Regions from separate parts of the Gasterosteus aculeatus genome. Here region 1 is linked to region 2. Evidence: chromatin contacts called from public Hi-C data. All regions are on one chromosome and are shown on one strand. Each heading gives the region's core, a stretch centred on a gene start, on an enhancer-like site or on the middle of the called end of the contact. The rest is flanking DNA. Distances are from core to core; before and after follow the strand shown.

Region 1 (3,039 bases), core at 18-2,517, 70 kb before region 2:
TCTGAACTGGAACAAGCTTTTCTCTTTTTTTCTGAATTTTTCCTCATTTTCCCCAGATCTCGCAACAAGAACGACCAGTGCCAGGCCATCTGAACCAATTTTGCTTGTTTTTCTCCATTTCAAGCTTTTATGTATATTGACTATTTAAACAGATTAATGTCCTGCCTGTGGAGGGAAATTATTCCTTTAAAGTGCAGGGGAAAATTGCACTGGTCAAATTTCTCTCTCTGCATGCCCAAAGTGCAGTGATGGCAGGATTTCAGGAAAGAAATAATAGATTTAGTTTTGATCCCCGGTGCATGGAGTTGTCTCCCCTCGGGGCCTGCGAGGGTTAAACTCTGATCTGTAGACTGTGTGTGTGTGTGTGCGTGTGTCATTAAAAAGAAATATTGCTTCATAAAAACCTGCTGCACTGCAGCCATGACTCCTGTTAATGCAGAATGTTGTTGGTGTATGTCTCTGGGAGGTGAAATTGGACGTTTTTTTTCATCTATCCTTTGATTGCAAAGGCCATTATTGTTAAGCATTTAAACCATTGACCCTACAGTGAAAAATACTGAGAGACACCTTTCTGATTACTTGCAACTGTTTACTTGCATTGATGCTCCAAGCAATCCACATCCACTACTCATGCTTGGCGTAATGAACTTAGGTAGTCCAGTCCACAATGTCCAGAGGTAATATAGGCTCCAGCATCCCCCTCCACCAGTCATTTGCAATGCAATTTGCAATTAAAACGCTCCGCAGCGGCCATCTGGAGATGAGAGCACTGAGAATGAGCACAGAACATTATACCCTTTTGCTGGGAAAAATGTTGACCTGAAAGTGCTTTAAAGCAAACACGCTCTAAAAAGCCCGAACGAGAAGAAAACGAGGAATAGAAAAACGTTTTCCACCGCGCATGCGCACGTCTGCAGATAGCTCCGCTCAACACGCTGATCGGATGTAGGTACGATGTTTAAACGTTTAGTAAAATGTGCAATTTCGTGTCTTTTCATGTCGGACCTTCTACTCAACTGAATAATTAAGAATAAGCGGAATTGTAATAATTGAAAATAAAACACAAAATACATATTTGACCACATCTGCGCAGCGTGGCGCCCATTCTCAGTAGTAAAAACTAGCGGGGTTTCGTAAAACCGGTAGGTGGCAGTGAATGTTCTCAAGTGGAGCAGGCAAAGTTGTAGGGGAGTGGAGTGTGTGTGTGTGTGTGTGTGTGTGTGTGTGTGTGTGTGTGTGTGTGTGTGTCTGCGTGTGTGTGGACTGGGGGGCGTGTGTTCCTCTTGCACAAGCGCTCCCATGTTGCCTAGTCTGGAAACTTGAATTGGTCGCAGAGTGACAGAGTTACGGGAAGGCAGATCAGAAAGTGCCTGTGACCGCGCTGCCTGCTCCCCATACACCCCCCCCCCACCCCTGCTCCTCCTCCTGCTCCCCCCCCCCCCCTTTCTACACACCAGCTCCTGCTCGCGCGCTCCTCTCCGGGACAGACGCGGTGGCACGAGACTCGCGACACGCTCCCGACACCGGTCGGCTGGCCGCGGGGCAGGAAAAAAAAAAAAGCGGTGGAATTAAACTACATTCATTGACTGGAGAGCGATGCTCTGGCAGCATGGCCAAGTGGTTGAAGGAGCACCTAGGATTCAAAACTACCAAAGCACCCCCTCCGGCGCCTCCGAAACCGGACTACAGACTGTGTCTCACCGGCACCGTGCCCGGTGCGCCCGGCTACCAACAAACCGGCTGCGGGGTCGGCTTCCCGAGCCCCGCGCAACCGGACATCGTCGCTGCCTACAAACTGCAGAAGGAGCGCGACTTCGAGGACCCGTACACTCCAGGTGGAAACATTTCCTATGGCCCGGGCTTAAACAGCGGGGGGTCGCCGGACATCAAGTACGTGTCCCCGAAGCACCGACTTATCAAGGTGGAAACGATGGAGAAGAGCAGCCCGGCTCCGGGCGGCGGAGTCGCGGTCACGCCGGCTGTTGCCGTGGGGAGCGTTAAATCCCCAACTTCGCCTCCGTCGGAGCACGACAACAAGGAGAAGGTGGGTGAAGTTCAGTCACAACGGCGTCCGGGTCAAGTGGGCGAAAGGGCCGCGAAACACGCTGTTTGTCCAACTTATGCCGCGAAGAAACAAAAAAAAACGCGTTTATATTCGTTAATGAAACGTGCCACGTTTTTTTTTGTTTTTTTGTTGGTACCCCTGTTTTTTCTCGAAACAAAATCCCAGTTGAACCTCCAATTCTCTCGTCGCGTGCTACATGTGTTTTCCCTCGCGTTGAAACAATGTGTGTTGATGAAGCACTTGACCTACTCCCGTTACGGAACGAATCGTTACAAACCGGTAGAACTTGTTACAAAAAAAAACAAAAAACGGAGCAACTGCTGTCCGCGCGCGCGTTGCGACATCGCCCCCCCCTCTCGCGTGCAATAACCAACCCCGCTACTGGGAGTGCTGGAAAGAAAAGTGCAGAAAAACTCTCCTCCGAATGTGTGTGTGTGTGTGTGTGCGCGTGCGCCATGTGCAACCTCTTCCCTGCTGCAGCGTCTTCCCCACGCAACAATGTCGCCCAGACTCCTCCACACAATGGCTCTACTACGACGGGTTTACCTGTGATGGCTCTCTGAAGAGACAGGTAGAATGCAGGAGAAGGGGGAGGGGGAGGGGGGGTGTGGAGGTGAGTGTGGGCTCTGAGCCTTTTGGAGCACACTGTCATGTCAGGCCTCTCAGGAATTCTCACACACGCAGGGTTCATTTGGAGAAACCTGAGAGGCTCGGTGTCAGCGAGGTTAAGGACGTGCCGTTGTGATGAGTGTGATCCGGGGCTGAGGAATGTCTCAGTGTCTGCGTGGCTCACTCCCCAGAGGAGACAGCACCCCCACACCCCCCCCCCCCCCCCCCCCCCACACCTCACCCCCCCACCTCTCCGCCTCCCCGCGAAAACACACAAGCTGTCCTCCACCGTTTGTTTCCTCCCCCAGGAATCACACGCCTCAGTCAGCAACATATTTGGTCGCGGTCATCCTGACTTCACCTTC
Region 2 (2,967 bases), core at 328-2,827:
TGTGCAAAGGGAAGGGGGATGCTCGGGCTCTTCAGTAGCCTCATGTACATTATAAGTGTTTCTCTTGCTTTATCATTTGAACGTTGTGCCTTTAACACCCTTGAAAGGTTGAAACTATTACACTTCATAGTGTTTCCTCATTTGGGGAAGGCCTTACTATTGTGCTGTGCCGCGTTGCATTGCAGCTGTTGCGGTTATGGGTTTGTCGAGGGTGTAATCATGGAAATGTCGTTTTGACCTCTGTGTTTATCTGCGTCCTCTCCCTGCTCGCCCCCCTCTGTGTTTTATAGAGCCCTCTGAAGGAAGCCTTCTGTTTGAAGGGGAGGGGGGCAGGTCTTTAAGCCATCAGTCACCATCTGACTGACAGTTCAATCTGATAGACGGATTCCATTTGCGGTTCTCTACAAGCAACAATACTGATAACACACACAGACGCCTCAGCGCATTTACGTACGCGTCTTTTTGCGTGCGCACGCTGTGCGTGCGTGTGTGTGTGCGTGCTCACCTTCTCGCCTGGTTTTTGTTCTCCTCCCCGGGCCAATCCTCTCGTCAATCTCCTGTCCGCCATGTCTTCGACCGTGTGCTCTGGAGAATGAAAGGGGAATGGGTTTAGCTAACTCCCATTGATATTCCGCCCTAAAACGCAATCCGGCCACAACACGTTTTGTGAGATGGCTGGCAATCAAAGGAGACACGGGTTCACCCACTGCCGAGCAAATCAAATGGAAGCCGTTGTTTAGTTGGGAGGCTCTCCCTTCGGGCGATACTCTTCTTGTAACGACGCACCCGGCCCGAGGGGAAAGATTCGGCCCTGACAGGGAAGGTTGATGGGGTGAGCTCCTCTGACAATAGCCGCTCAGCCGTCTGTGGGACATGGAGGGAAAAAAAATGTTTAATCAAGGTCATAAAAAGCACTGATGGTGTTGAACCTGGGATGGAGTAGGAATTAGTGGAGCTGCTGAGAGGAGTTAGGAAGTGAAGAGCAGAGGTCAGGCGGATGGCGGAGTGGAACTGTAGACACTGAGAGATAACAGCGTTCATCCTTATTTCACGCCACCTTGCTCCAAATGTTAAGATCCCTGAAAAGGTAGATCATGTCCAAGTGGCCAATTACTATGTGCAATTTTCCCCAATTTGTATGTAGACATATATCCCATGTAGGTCATGTTAACAAAACATAGCTGCAGGATCAGACGTGTCTGGAGACTGATAGTGGTGCATTAGGACCATCAGAGACCAAGTCAGATAACGGATCAAAGCCGTAACTGCGTTTTCTCTCCTTTTTTATCAAATAAGACGAGGAGATGTTCCTCCACAGCCAACTCCCCATTATCAAATTCTTTTCTGTGTCATACCAAAACACAGGGACCAAAAGAAAAAGGATTATGCAGGATGGAAAGATCAAATGAGGAAGGCCGGACGTACGCAGGAACAGGAAGAGAGAAATTGAAAGAAAGGCAGGGAGTGAGGGAGCCATTGGCTGCGTCTTCATGTTGCGATCTGTCAGCGTTGACGGGGCTGAGCGGAGCGAACATGCATCTCCCTCGTCCCCGTGGTCAGTTTCCATGGAAACGCTATTTCTCACCCGTAATCCGTACACCGTGTGTTCATCCTACCTGCACTGTACTCCCGGCAGTCCGCATGTGCTTCAAATGGACTTGATGTAAAAGTGGAGAACTGCTGATGTCTTCCATGTGGACTTGTGGCCACCACAGAGACATTTTGATTGCCTTTGGTCCAAGTCGTCAGACCCTGAAGAAGAGAGGCAGGTCTTCCACCGGGTCCGAGGTTACATCCCCAATTGTCTCATGCCGTCACGCAACGGTAACATTTTTAAGACTCTGCATAAGACCCTATAATGGACAAAAGTGCAGAGGCTGAGATAACAAAGGTAGACGGAGCCATTTGCAATCATCACTTCTTTGAGTTTATTTTGAGGGAAACGCATCAGTGAGCTGAAGGCCGGTCGATTTAAAACGGCTGTTGAATAGGAGATGAAGGGGAGCACCTGCTGGTCGGAGATGGAACTGCAGCACTCTGTCTGAATTTTCTTGTCTGCTGCTGGCTCATATTTCATCACAGGCACTAGTGGAAGCAGTAATCACAACCTTTACTGAAGGAGAAGTCCTTCAGCAACAATTTGAAGCTGTCCAATTTACTGCATCTATTCTTGGATCCAAAACGTAAAAATAAAAGGACAATATCATTAGCAACTTCAACTTAAAATACCAAATGGAAAAATACTTGTGTCACAGGGGAATCCTGTAGGATGGTGAGATGCCGTCCATATGCTGCAATGCATGAGAATTTATTGCATTTTAGAAACTGCTCTTGTTTTTGTGTAATATTTGAATCTGAAAAGTAACTAGTGGCCACAGCTGTTATGTTTTGTGGAGTAAAAAAACAACAGTATTTCTAAAATGGAAATATAATAGAGGTGCAGGTGTAAAGCACTTAGAGACTTCAGTAACACCCCTAATCACGTGTACGAGTATGTATTCTCTGTGTTGTCTCACAGAACGTTTAAATTGTATTCATTTCTCACAAGATACGGCGCAACCAGAGAGCTACATGTGCTCCAACACACTGTAAATGGTGAATAACAAATCATTTACAGGGTCAACAATAATAAAAAAATTACATATTGTCACATAAACAGTATTTAAAGAAGGCCATATGTTCACCTCTTCTACACAATATTTGCTGACAAGCCTAAATTGATTGACGATTACTGTCGGCCCCCTCGCTCAGTCTGCTACAGGAACACTTGAGAAACTCACAAGCCGTTAAGTGTAATGGAGTCCTCTGACTGGAATGCACGGTCTAGACGAGCGCATCTCCCGTCGACATGTTGTGGAGATCCCAGTGCCTGGCTGTCTGTACAGTACCTGCCATGTTCAGTCCAGGTAATTAAACACCAGACTAGACAAGACCGGCCATTAGCGGGAGCCGCGAAGACACAGGCAA

The links. A called contact is a pair of places that touch in the nucleus more often than the background predicts.
Region 1: a contact with region 2 is called in a Hi-C map of tail fin, with 4 times the contacts expected there. The contact joins the promoter of shf here to the enhancer-like site in region 2. A contact is called at or near these places in 6 of 6 Hi-C or Micro-C datasets (blood and trunk muscle, liver, skeletal muscle and 2 more).

What each region holds. Positions count from the first base shown.
Region 1 is chr12:17,843,912-17,846,950 of fGasAcu3.hap1.1, reverse strand. shf (Src homology 2 domain containing F) reads left to right here and starts at 1,267. Exons shown (of 6, transcript XM_040197891.2): 1 at 1,267-2,044. The coding sequence starts at 1,610.
Region 2 is chr12:17,774,786-17,777,752 of fGasAcu3.hap1.1, reverse strand. All of the region lies in intron 3 of shf (Src homology 2 domain containing F), which reads left to right. Among protein-coding and RNA genes, the nearest start is that of cd276, 16 kb to the right of the region's middle. Within about 2 kb of position 1,577, at least 1 of the 9 cell types and tissues checked has open chromatin away from gene starts, as enhancers often do.